Linked DNA regions of Zea mays: region 2 is linked to region 1. A link is a contact called in public Hi-C data. All regions are on one chromosome and are shown on one strand. Each heading gives the region's core, a stretch centred on a gene start, on an enhancer-like site or on the middle of the called end of the contact. The rest is flanking DNA. Distances are from core to core; before and after follow the strand shown. Region 1 holds the start of LOC100191750 (transferase). Region 2 holds the start of LOC103631147 (F-box/LRR-repeat MAX2 homolog).

What was found. A called contact is a pair of places that touch in the nucleus more often than the background predicts.
Region 2: a Hi-C map of tassel shows a contact between it and region 1, with 3 times the contacts expected there. The contact joins the promoter of LOC103631147 here to the promoter of LOC100191750 in region 1. A contact is called at or near these places in 2 of 25 Hi-C or Micro-C datasets (ear and tassel).

Annotation. Positions count from the first base shown.
Region 1 is chr6:83,211,438-83,218,421 of Zm-B73-REFERENCE-NAM-5.0, reverse strand. LOC100191750 (transferase) reads right to left here and starts at 3,679. Exons shown (of 1, transcript NM_001137177.1): 1 at 1,890-3,679. The coding sequence starts at 3,595. The coding sequence ends at 2,180. It overlaps LOC100217110, which reads right to left. Exons shown (of 10, transcript NM_001143479.1): 5 at 6,889-6,967; 6 at 6,690-6,735; 7 at 6,209-6,315; 8 at 6,057-6,126; 9 at 5,306-5,388; 10 at 4,541-4,786. The coding sequence ends at 4,756.
Region 2 is chr6:83,996,037-84,002,664 of Zm-B73-REFERENCE-NAM-5.0, reverse strand. LOC103631147 (F-box/LRR-repeat MAX2 homolog) reads right to left here and starts at 3,981. Exons shown (of 1, transcript XM_020539294.3): 1 at 934-3,981. The coding sequence starts at 3,473. The coding sequence ends at 1,353.

The sequences.
Region 1 (6,984 bases), core at 2,430-4,929:
ATTAATTATTTACGAAATCCCAATATTAGGACGGATAAGAACATTCAGCGTACAACTTTCAAGTATGTTTTAATGAGTGATGAACTCTACCACCGAACAGTCAACGACGTCCTGCTTAAGTGCTTGGGCCCAGATGATGCTATATTAGCCATGACCAAAGTACATGAAGAGATTTGTGGTACCCATCAATTGCCTCCAAAGATGAAGTGGTTGTTGCGAAGTTCTGGCTTCTATTGGTCTAACATGATAGCTAATTGTTTTAAGTACTACAAAGGATGCCAAGTATGTCAAAAATTCGGCGACTTACAGTTGGTCCCTGCAGCCGAATTACATCCTATTATCAAGCCTTGGCCTTTCAGATGATGGGGATTAGACTTTATAGGAGAAATTCATCATTCATCATCAAAGGGGCATCGGTTCGTGTTAGTTGCCACTGACTACTTTACCAAATGGACCGAAGTCGTTGCTCTGAAGAACATGACACACAGGGAGGTAATTGAGTTCATAACCGAACATATTATTCATAGATTCAGCATTCCCCAGACCTTGACTACAGATCAAGGGGCTTCTTTTATGTCAAAAGAGTTATGTGAGTTTGCTGAATAATATATAATTAAATTGCTCAATTCATCTCCGTATTATGCTCAGGCCAATGGACAGGTCGAGTCTAGTAATAAAACATTGACTAACTTGATAAAAAAGAAGATATATAATAATCCTAAGTATTGGCACAAGATTTTGTCCGAAGCTTTGTGGGCTCACAGAATATCTAAACACTGTGCTACTAAAGTTTCTCCATTTGAGCTTGTCTATGGGCAGGAAGCAGTTTTACCCGTGGAGATAAGTTTGAATGCTGTCAGGATCGCCAGGCAAAATGACTTAACTGTTGGTGATTATTATAATTTGATGATGGACAGTGTTGATGAGGTGACCGATAAAAGAGTGGCGGCCTTAGGAGAGATAGAAAAGGACAAGATCATGGTAGCCAAGGTCTACAACAAGAAGGTCAAAGCTAAATCATTTCAGGTAGGGACCTTGTGTGGAAGACCATCTTGCCTCTAAGAAACAAAGACCAGAAGTTTGGGAAGTGATCGCCAAGCTGGGAGGGTCCATACAAAGTAACACAAGTAATATCTGGTAACGCCTATTTACTGCAAACATTGCAAGGCAAAGATTTGACCAAGGCTTTGAATGGACGTTTCCTCAAGCAGTACCATCCTAGTATGTGGCAAGATGCTTAAGAAAACCGATGTGATCACATCGAGTTAGTTGCTTTTGGTTCGCTCAACTCCACCAAAAGACAGGGGGCATATGTTGAGTACCAAATAGAGGGCCGGACCGGCCGGACGGTCCGGCCCTGGGCCGGACGTTCCGCGCGCGCGCCGAGCCGATTAGGGTTCCAAGTTTCTTGCTGCTTTTGTTGGATAGATACACGAAATTATCTCGAGAAGTTTGTTTGTAATGAGTCCAGCCCCCTCCTCTATAAATACAGAGGAATACAGCCGATTTGAAATCATCAATCGAATCAATAAACAATTTATCTCGCATTTATTTCTTGTACATTTAGAAGTAGTTCTAGTCTAGTTCTAGTTTAGCCCTCTAATTCCCAAATTTTCTGCTTCTCTTCGACTCTATGTCGATTAGAGGAGTCTAGGTCGGCCTGCCGAGTCTAGACAACACCTAGGATCTCTCCTCCCCGACGGGGTCTCTCCCGAGAGCGATATCCAGGTGCCGCCGGCGACTTCCGCCGTCCCTGCACACGCGCGGACCGTCTGGTCGTCAGGCAGGAAACCCTTAGCTATGTCCCAGTTCGCGGACCGTCCACGCCTCTGCAGCGAGCAGAGCCGTCAGTTTTCATGCAGTGATTGACGATCAAAAAGACACCAACAGATTCAATCGCTCACTGCTACTCCCACGGTCCCACCATCTTCGTTATCTCCAGTCAAGAGAGAGAGAGCTACTGTGAATGTCCAAAATATTTTCTTGGATCGTGCCGATAAAAAATGTACAAAACTGTACCAGATCGATGGGCGCACATGAAACTCCCGTCAGCGCCATGCCGCCATGTCATACGCAGGCCCACAGGGGCGCTGTTCTGTCCGCCCGTGCCACCCTGAGTCTGAGGGCTGAGGCCCACCGGCTCGCCTCGCGGCTCGCGCACGGCAAACCACTCTATGACTCACATGCGACTGGTAGCATGCTGCATCACGTCTGCCGGATCGGGCGCGCCGAACCCGAGCCGCGCGGCGGTGGCCGGCTTGAGCACGGCGTCCGGGTCCGCGTCCACGGCGTCGGCAAGTCGCGGCCACATCCTGGCGGTGATGAGCCACGACCCGTCCTCCCGCGGGCTCCGTGACACCGTCATGGCCGCGGAACCCAGCCGCCCCGGGCGCACCCACGGAAACACCAACCGCGGCCGGCCGAACCCAAAGTCCCCCTCCACGCGGAACGGCACGAACGTAGAGACCACCAGCGCGGGGCTCCCCATGCCGGTGCCCACCACCTCCGTCCACTTGCCGCCCTCCCGGAACACCCCCTTGTGCACCTCCATCCAGTCCACCAGCTCCTCGTACCGCTCCCACCGGAACACCTCCGCGATGGCCGCGCCCGCCATGGCCGCCACGTCGGCCAGCGGGGACGACGACACGGCCTCCACGGCCGCCTCCCGCGACGCGTACGTCAACACGTTGCCGAGGTAGCGCCGCACGGTGGCCCCGTCGTACCTGGCGGCGTCCAGGCGCGGCCTGCCGTCCACGAGCCACGCCATGCGGCAGTGCGCGTCGAGCCCGCCCACGGCCGCCGCGAGCAGCTTCCACACGTGCGCCGACAGCGCCTCGAGCCGCGTGGCGCGGCGCGCGGGGGTGCTGGCCGCGGCGCGGAGCCGGTCCACGTCCGCGGCGGACACCACGTAGTTGCGGCGCACGAGCGTGGCCGTCAGGAGCGAGTTCGGGAGGCCCGCCGGCGCGTACCGCGTGAACTCGGCGTCCAGCGACGCGCTGTACCGCGGCGGGTCCCGCGGCCGGAAGAGCGAGGCCCGCTCGTGGTGAGGCTCCCACGAGAGGCCGCCGGTGCGGAGCAGCTCCGCCCACGCGCTGGGCAGCGCCGTCAGACCGTGGCCGTCCACGAGCAGGTGGTTGGTCCCCCACGACAGCGCGAACCCGCCGCACGCGAACCGCACCAGCTGCAGCGACAGCGCGAGGTCCTGCTGGAACGGCACCGCGATGCGGCCCAGCGAGCGGTCGGCGTCCGCGAAGTCGACGTCCGCGAGCCTCACCCCAGCGCGCGCCACCACGAGCTCCGCGCCGGTGTTGTCGCACGCGATCTCGGGCACGCCGGTGTCGGCGTTGGCGACGACGCGGCCAGCGAAAGGGAAGAAGCGAGAGAGGAAAGCGGGCATGGCGTCCCGCGCGGCAGCTACCACGGCGGGGAAGCCCGCGGCCGGGGCGGGGTACATGGCGATGAGGTAGATGTGGAAGGAACCGAGGATGAGGTCGAGGTTGGACGCCTGGAGCACCGCGGGGAAGTCCGGAGGCGGGTCGGACGCCCGCAGCAGCGTCCGTGAGGAGACCGCGACATCGACGCGCTCGGTCGGCATGCCGTCGGCGTCGAGCAGGAACGGTTACTGAAAATCTCCAAGGAGGGGGATGCTCTTCTTCGGGGTTCTGGCGGTGGAGGCGCACGCGCAGAAATGGTTGGGAGCAAGCACTTGGACTGGACGACACCTGGCTTTAAAGAGGACGGGAAGCGTTCGCGCTTGGCAGTTCGGCGGGACTCGGGAGGCGGCGGCACCATGTTCCCGGCGTCGAATGGAGGATACATTGGGAAAAAAGACTTCTACGCAGGGTGCGGGACCCTGCAGCGAGTTCGACCACTTCCGTGTACGCCTCTGAGCCGTTCGACAGTACCGGGCGATAAATCTTTCGAGAACAAAAGAAGGAAACAATACCGGGCGATCAGAAGACGGAAAGGTACGTAGTCAGGACCAAACAGTTGTTGGTTTTGACTTCTCTTGATCATAGGCAAAGATCTGATGAATTCTGGTCCCGTGTTGGATCCATGTGAAACTCTAGGATGCCGTACAGATCATCGCTGATCATAGCAGATTCCAGAATGGATGTCTCGGTACCAGTAAATGCTCTCTCCATTTCAGATTAGAAGAACTTTTGGTTCTTTTGTTTTTTTAGATATATGTACTTTGAAGTGCCGAGAAATCTTATAATGAGGCGTTTTGATCTTAAGAAATTAGAATTTATTTAATAAAGTAACCTCTTTAATTTGAAATTTAATATTCCGTCACTTTCTAAAGTTTAGATATAAACCTATATAGAGGATGAAAAATAATTTTATATATCAGTACAATATATTTTCACTCTACAATTTACAGGACGCTTTTCAGCTCACTCGTCTTTAGTAAAACATAACACAAATATTTCTAATATCTTACTAATAATAATATATAAATATATTTTGTATAAAACCGTATTAGCTTAATTGATATGTGACTAAATTACTATTATTAGAATAGAATTCAATTCCAATTATCCAAACGGGCTGTAATTTGAATTTGAAACGAAGAGAGTATCTCATGATTTAAAAGAGGGAGTATTGTATAATGGCATACAGGACAATTAGCACCGTTCTGGATTCTCACGCTTAGCAAGCAGCTACACGCAGCTACGTGTGCAGGGATGCCTACTGGTAGCCTCCAGGAAGACAGACAGGAGATGACACTGCCAATCCTTGCAGTCCAACAACTTAGCTTTTCCTCATCTTCGACCTTGCGTACCTGTTTGCTGGAGTTAAAGGAAACAAGGCCATATAACAGCGCCTGATGTCGAATCAATGGAATAAATTGTACAGCACGTTGTGATAAGCCAGGAGTAATTCTCAACAGTGACGCACAACGGCGACAGCGATTCTAGCCTCCTCAGTTGCATAAATACCGGACACGACATGTTGAGCCTAACCTACCCAAAATCAAACAATTGCGTTTATCTTTGAAGCGAGGAACCAACATTTGGGTAACATTTCATCATGGCAAATGCAAAACGATCTTTAAAACTCACAAGGTGAACACCACGGAAATGGCAGACCAATAAACCCAACTTTGTTCGAAACCCAAAAGGGAGAAACTAACTTGTACTACGAGATTACGAAACCCAAAAGAGAAACTAACTTGTACTAAGAGATGCATTTGGTACTCCTGGCTTTTCCGATAAAACTTACTAGACCATTTGACGTCGTTTCAAGGGGATGCTCGAACAAACAGAAATATTGAAACAAAAGCAAGTAATTCTGAGGATACTCAATGTGCAATCCATCGTTATCAGAAGATGCCAGTACAGTGCCTTGGAGTCTATTCATAGCAGCGGTAGACGATTCAATATCCTGCAGATTGCAAGCACCTGTCTCAGGCTCTTGGTAAAAAAGTAAAAATAAAAAAAACTATGCTGAAATGATGATGCGTCGCTCTAAGGTCATTCTCGGTGATAGTTTCATCACACCATTTTCAATATTGCCAAGTCAACAAAAATAAGATGAAATATACCCTCAATGAAGAGTTTCATGACACAATTTCATAGACTAACATATGACTTTAACGTTGCATCTAAATAACCAATATGAATAGGTGAAATAGATGGAAATGAAATAAATTGCTCTCAATGGTGGTCTCACACGCTTTCCAATACCTTGGACACGGGTTGGCATAGTTTCATGGTGATGAAACTAGTTTCGACTAATTTATAATAAATAGTGCCATGTTATCAAAAATCCTATGTGGCATACTAATTAATAAAATAAAATCTCTCATGAAACTTGCATTGAGAATGGCCTAAAAAACTGCATTCCTTCTAGCCTTGTAAAAATATTGCACTTATTTATTCATGCTAATAGAACTAGCATTTTGCATTGGCTTAAAACTTACTAAGTGATCTTCAGAAACTTCATTAACTGGGAGTAGTTCAAGATACAACATTTTTTACTTTTTAGACCACATAACAGCAGTAGTTCAAGTCACTAGTTAAATCGATAAAGGTATAGATAGGTAGGTATACCGTAAAATCAGCAAAAGCTACAGGCATTCCACCACGGCGACGCATTTTAAGGACATGAAATCCAGGTTCCCTGACAATATAGAACAACAATGAGCAGTTTCATTACTATGGATCCACTTCAAAAGCAAATTAGAAGAATCCACACATCATACTTGGATAAAACTTCCTTGAGTTCGTCCTCTGTGCATGTATGTCCCAAATTTGCAATGAAGATAGTAGAGCAAGGTGGTATATCACTTGAAGATTTGTCTCGTCCTTCCTACACCAAACATGCCATATTATCAAGCTTTGTACATGTCGAGCAAGCTTTAACTAAGAAACAAAAAACTTCTAAAAAATCTGCCCACTAGTTTGATTGGTGGGTAAGTCAAGATACTAGATGATTATTGAGACAAGACATGCAGATATATCCCATTTCAAGAATAGTTTGGCAAGGGTCCTCTAGGTATTATTAAAATTAGTAGCCCCTACCAGCACAATGCACAAATGCATGTCGTTCAAGTAACAATCTAATGAAAAATTGGCAGCTACTTACAATGTTTCATAGGCTTGCAACAGTGTGTGCTGTCATTAGTTATTACAACTATGATGTAGGTATAAATACATGAAGTGAAACCATAACAATAAACTCACATTTGAGAGAGATTGCCCATTCTGCTGCTTGTGCCCTGGTTGATCACTGCCCATTAAAAGAAATGTTATTCGTGATAAACCACTAGAAGACCCATGAAAAGTTGATAACACAAGAAAAGATGCTTTGATATTTTATTAAGATAAAAGATAAAGAAAGGGCATCGTCTCCAGCTATTTGTAACATGAATTGTGTGCCAACCTCTGATCCGTAGGCAATTCATTCTTATCACTGGGATTTTCATTTTCTGTGCCCGATGGCTCATCTGATCCTCCATCACCTACACGTTTGGTGCCA
Region 2 (6,628 bases), core at 2,732-5,231, 780 kb before region 1:
GAAGGAAAAAGAGTATAATCAGCTCTATACAAAGTTCGTAAGTTCAGTTTATTGTCTAATGTTCATAACAAAAGCAAATTTACATCACACACTCTAATTCAAAGCTATAAAAAACATCTAACTAGCATTATCTCTAGCTTTGTGTTCTTTATCAAGTATATGAAAGTGTGGAATGAAGTGTGGTTTTATTACATATATGAGCCTTTTCGTGCCTCTATATGGGCCATTCCGTGCCTGCCTTAAACGGACCGTCCTCGTGCCCGCCCATGGGTCGTGACCTCGGCTCAAACCCGACCCGATATAACAGGCCGTGTCGGCCCGACACTAAATTATTTCGGGTCGTGCCGTGCTGGACCGTGCTTTTTTTCCGTGCTTCGGGCCGGCCCACCAGGCCCGGCCCAAATGTACACCTATAGCCACGGGCTGAGGCGGCGTGGGTCATAAATGTGCCGCAGTCCGAGGAGTAGGTCATAAGTGCGCTGTAGGCCGAGAGGCTCATATGCCATGAGTGTGAGGCGGACCAGTGCCTCTGTCGTGGCTCGGTGCCAGGCATACTTAATGTGACCGGACATTTATGGTAGATCGATCTCAAGCCGAACAAGGGATCCACTCGAATGGTTTCCCGGTTCACTCGACCATCTGTCTAACATCTGTCTAGTTTCGCCACACCTAACCCGGTTCACTCGACCATCTGTCTAACATCTGTCTAGTTTCGCCACACCTAACTCTGGACTCAGTGCCGCGGAATTCGTCCGGAGTGCGTGCTTTCAGGCTAGATGTTTTTTTTTTCTCTTCGAGTTGAGGTATTTTTCCCTATGCTCGCTGATAGATTGACCTAGCGACCGAGGATGTTATCCTATCCTGACACGAGTATCCGGAGGCCGGAGATATATTTTTAGCATCTCTTTATGATAGCACTCGGAAACTAGAGCATAAGAAAAACAGCTAAATGACATTTCTTTTATTTCTCTTTACAGAACCCACGTCAATCGTTACAGTTCGCAAGATCAATGCCCACTTTATCCGGCCGGTTTCTTCTGGACTCAGCTCAAAAAAAAAGGAGAAAAAAAAGCATCCCTGCAAAAATCCCTCGAACTCGAATCCTAGTTTGCCGTCGCAACTCTTGCGAATATCTGGATTCTGCATCAGTTCTCTTACTTATTATGGATCCTTATTAAAAAAAACTAGAAAAGGATCACCGATATTTGTTGGATGGACAAAGCATTGTGTTCTACTCTGCTCCAACAGAAGCACACCAGCTATCCTTGCAACTTCCGTGACCATCGATCGCACGGCACCATCCCCGCATCGACTCCACTTGGCTCAGTCCCTCCCATCAACCAACTTCACCATCAATCCTCAATTAGCCTGTTGTTCAGCTGCATCTCGAACCGGAGCCAAGACTCAGCTCGCATTTCCGTGTTCATCATATCACTCTCTGGCGCGGGATAGTAGTCCTCCCGCAACTGCATGTCCCTCAGATTCGGCACCTTCAAGAAAAAGGTCAGGAAATGCTCGTGTGTGGTGCCATGGACGAAGAGCTTCCTGAGTCCAACGCAGCCCTGGAGCAGTCCCACGGCGGGCAGTGTCAGGCTACGCTGATTCACTTCCTTGTCTTGGGGAGGCCAGTAATCCAGCTCGTACAGGGTCATCAGTGAATCTATGCCTTGCAAATAGAACCGCTCCCACAGAGAGAGATCCATCTGACCTGCTGGTGCAGTGAGAGCATAGCCAACTGCCTCACTCAGATCCAGTTTCATCTTGGACAGTACTGGGAAGCCTGCAAGATCACTTAGTCCAAAGAATGGGCCAGGGCGTGCACATGTCCGGCAATCACCCTCCACTTTGATTGAGATCTCCTCTAGATTAGGGCAGCTATCAAGCCCAGCAGAGATGAGTGGGGAGAGTACCTCACCGGCAGGGAACCAGAGGGTGAGTGAGCGCAGCATCTCCCAGCTGACTAGATCATCCAATTCCATGTACCTACATTTCTTCGATGCGGACTCATATGAGATTTCTTCACCACCGAGATCATCATCTTCATGATCGCATCCAGTTGTGCCGTTGGCCACACTCTCTGGCTGTTCAACTTCCTCCCAGACGCAGCTGATCTCAAGACTCTCAACGCGATCACGGATCGGACTTAGAGCAGCGAGGCATGCTGCTGTGTGCAGACGCCGGCATTGCAAGATACTGACTTGTTTGATCGTGGGCCGAAGCGCTGTTGCTAGCTTCCTGACCCCAGCTGACGTGACAAGATCACAGCCGTGGATGGCGAACTTCACAAGCCTCCCGCACCCACGACCTATGGCAGCAAGGCTGGCATCAGTGAGATCCGAACAGGCCTTGATGCATAGCGACTCCAGCGAACCGCACACAGCAACGCCGTCGAGATGCAGCCATGAAGCCCTGCACAGCCCCTGGAAGCCCCCCAGAGTCAGGAACTTGATCCGTGGGCATCTGCGGGCAAGCGCCTCCATCGCCGGCGCCGTCTCCAGCACATTATGCCGCAGGTCAAGCGTGAAATCCTCCAGCGCCGGTAGCGCGGCGAAGAAGGAGACCAGCCCTGCAACGGTGACGGCCGCGTCCTCTCGTTGGCCCGTAGCTGCCGGCTCAAAAGGTTCCCGGAGCCGCAGCGTCGCCAGCTTGGGGCAGCTGGTGGCGATGGCGTAAAGCGCGTCGTCGCTGACGAAGTCAACGTACCGAGGGTTGAACACGCAGGGCGCCACGAGCTTGCGGAGATTGGGGCAGGATCCCGCGATGGCTCCCAGCTCGGTGGCGTGGAACCCGTCCGTGGCGCCCGCGAGGCCGAGGTCGAGCTCGGTGAGCGCCGCGGCTGCTGCCGGGTGCGCTGCGAGCGCCGGCCCGATGTCCTCCGTCCAGCAGTAGAACTCGGAGAGGTCGAGCGCCCTGAGCGCTGGGCAGTCCCCGAGGAGCGGCTCGAGATCCGCGCCGGCGTCGAGGCCCGGCGGGCGCTGGTGCCAGCGCACGAGCTTGACGCTGCGGAGGCGGGACCTCCAGTGCGGGGTGAGGCTGACGAGCGTGGTGGGGTCGCGGCAGTAGACGGCGAGCGAGGACACGGCGGGGAAGCAGTAGGCGAGGCGCGCCGCGACCAGCTCGTTCTGCTCCGCGACCTGCTGCGGCGTCACGGACGGCGCGACGGCGTCGGCCGACGGCGCCGCGGAGGAGAGGAACGGGTGGCCCCACGGGGACGCCAGCGAGAGGTCGAGCCGCTCCAGCGCCGGGAAGCAGAACGCCGGCCTGAGGAAGAGGAACGCGGGCGACCGTGGGTCCCCGCGCAGCGACAGCGCGGCCCGTGTGGCCCGCTCCGCCGCGAGGAGCCGGCGGCACGCCAGCGCGGCGCGGTGCCGCGACCGCGCGTCGGTGAGGAAGCCCAGGATGTGGAGCAGCAGCGGCTCTGGCAGGTCCAGGATGGGGGAGCCCGCCGCTGCCGCCGCGTCGTCCTCAGCCATGCGGTGCGACGCGGCGATGGGGGGTCGGACGGGATGGGGGATGCGCCGCCGCGTCCGGCAAAGTCGTCGATCCCTTTTTCCTTTCCCTTGCGCTGCGCGGGCGGGGGGGAGGAGAAGGGGGATGTGTGTGGCCTGCGGGTGAAGGGGCGGGCGGACCGGCGGAGTTGGGACGAGAGACACGGGAAGCTGCACAGCGAAGTGATATACTACTGGACGACAGCTCTGTCTCTTTTTTTACCCTTTTTGTCTGTATATAATAATTATCTTATCCTATCCGCATCGACGTATTTTTCAGACTAGCTGTTCCGCTGGCTGAGACTGACAGCAGCAGCAGATGGTCATGGAATCCTCTCACTCTAGGAGAAGTCGAGTCGAGAAGTCTCGCAGACGCACGCACTTCAGCTCTACCATGGGCACACAGCTCTCACGGCTCTAGGGTTTGGACTAGCCAGCACCTCCATGTAAACAGACGTAATGATTTACAGTGTAACGGAGTAAAGTTTAAAATAGCAAACAAGATAGTGAGTCTGTTGGAGTAAAGTTTAAAATAGGAAATAAGATAGTGAGTCTGTTGGAGATATGGCTGGAAATAAGGTGAGCCAAGCTCGGCTCAATTGGTGACGGATCTCGGTTCGACTCGGCTCACTTATTGCATGAGTTTAAGGATGCGTGATGCTCCGTTTGGCTCCATTATGACTCATGAGCTAGCCAGCTAGCTCGCTCATTGCACGAGCTTAAAGATGAGTCTTACTTCGGCTCGATATTGCACACCATAATAAATATAATTGTATTATGTATTAAACTAATAGTATTTAAATATGAAATATAGAATCATTATTCAATATTATGACGATCTAAAATTTTAATTGTTATATATCCATCATTAAAGATTAAAAAATGAACCGATAATCTATTATGATTACGCAAATTGATTAATTCAGATTAAAAAATGAACCGATAATCTATTATGATTACGCAAATTGATTAATTCAGCACAGTTGACGCGGCTCGCGAGTTGGCTCAGCTCGCTTCAACGACGAGCCCAAAAATTAGGCTCGAATCGGTTTATTCGAGGCTCGCGAGTCGCTCTGAGTTTAAGCTGGCTCGTGAGCCTATAGCTTATTTTCTAGCCACTACACAGTTAGGCTCTAAATCATTTTTAAATTCAAAAGCCTAAATAGGATATGGCGATGGGGTCGTCGACGCTGGCGAGGGCGGTAGGTGGCAGAAGGGATCCCAGCGAGAACCCGAAGCTCTTCACAGGCGATGTGGTAGGTTAGACTACCTCCATCAGTTTACCCATATGACATATTCAAACCACACTCTACAGACAGTGTAATGTATAGTGTAAAACAATGTTTTGGTGACCATATGGATGTATACATTGCACGCATATGGTATATGGTCACCCAAAACACTGTTTTGCACTGTACATTGTATTGTTTGTAGAATATAGTTTGAATATCATTAGGGTATAGAAAAGCTACTGGAGTTAGTCGCTGACTATCTGACTGTCTATAATTATTATTGACTACCTCGATTTTCATTTGCTTAACAAAACAGGCAATACATAGAGCTAGAAGGATGATATAAGATGCACCCGTGGTACTGAAAGTTATACCACCAGACGTTATTCTGGAAGACCATATACCAAGTACTGTGAACTAGACTCACGCTATGTCAAACAGAGAAGATGATATTATCGTCTCAGCGTCCGTGCCACCAGTATTGACAACAAAAGGCGACAGGAAGAATTTTTTGCCAGGTGAAGAAAATATTCCCCAGCTGCATTGCAGAAGAAAAGAAGAAAGTACGGGAAATATGGCCTATATGACTAGGGGCAAATGCATCAACATGTGTGAACGATCACAAAAAATATGTAATCAAAAGACAGAGAGGTAGGCCTAAAGGGACAGGTCGTGTGAAAAGTTGTGCAACTTCAGATGATGACCAAAACGAATCATTAACAGAAGACGATGTGGTGTAATGACTCGAACTATATAGTTATTATTGGACGTTTAAAATTTATTACTGATCATAATGCACTTATTACTGAACACTTTATATTAATTACTGGACATTTTATAAGTATTACTAAATATTTTATACTCCCCTCCGTCCACAATTAGTATCATTACATAGATACTATTATCGAGGAGTCAACTATTTTTAACTTTGATCATATTTATATAAGAAATTATTAATATTTATAGTACATAATTAGTATCATTAGATAGATCTTTAAATCTATTTTTATAGTACAATTATTCGAAGATACAAATGTTACTAATATATTTTATAAATCTAGTCGAACTTAAGAAATTTTGACTGACACAAATACCTAGCGACCAACATTTGTGGACGGAGGCAAACTGTAGTTGTTACTGGGTAGCTTTGTAATTATTACCGAGGATCGTCTGAAATTGCTGGAACTGTTGTTGGTGAGTGTGGTGGGGTTAGAGGCGTAGCTGGGATGGCCTGTTGGCCTGGTGCCTTGTGTGCTTGAGATGGTTGTTGATGCTCCTCTTGTGCTACATGCTCAGGTGAAGCTTCTTGTACATTTTCTTCAGGCTGTTCTACTATTGCTTGTTCAGCTGATGCATCCTGTTCTACTGTTTGTCTGTTTCAGGCTGATCAGCTGGTGCAGCCTCTTCTACTACTGGAGGATGTGGTGTTTGAGTTGTATCTCCTATTGTACCTACTAGCTGGTTTGTTGCTGCTGTATCTACTAATGGAGGCTGGTATGTTGGTGGTGTATATATACTGACTCGTCTGCTGTTGCATCTGCTGTTGGTGGTGTCTTGGTCCTGACCTGCTCTGCCTTCGCCTTGTGCTGGCTTCCTCATCCTCTGTGCTTTTGTGAAGAAGGCGTTGTAGACTTTATTTGGTTCAAGAAGCTGAACCAAATACACCCTTATTTGTCACACTAATGGCATTTGAATAGACCTTACATTTCCTCTTATCTACGGCCCTCACATCGTTCACTGGATCAATATGATTCTCCAATATCATTCAGAGTTGATACATGCTAACATAAATTGTCATATAGGATACCGATGGCTCATACCCAATCGGGTGACGATGTCAACGCGATTTAGGCTAGTCTGGGAACAACAAATCGCCGGCTAGGTAACCCTGACCCCAGGCTGAATGAA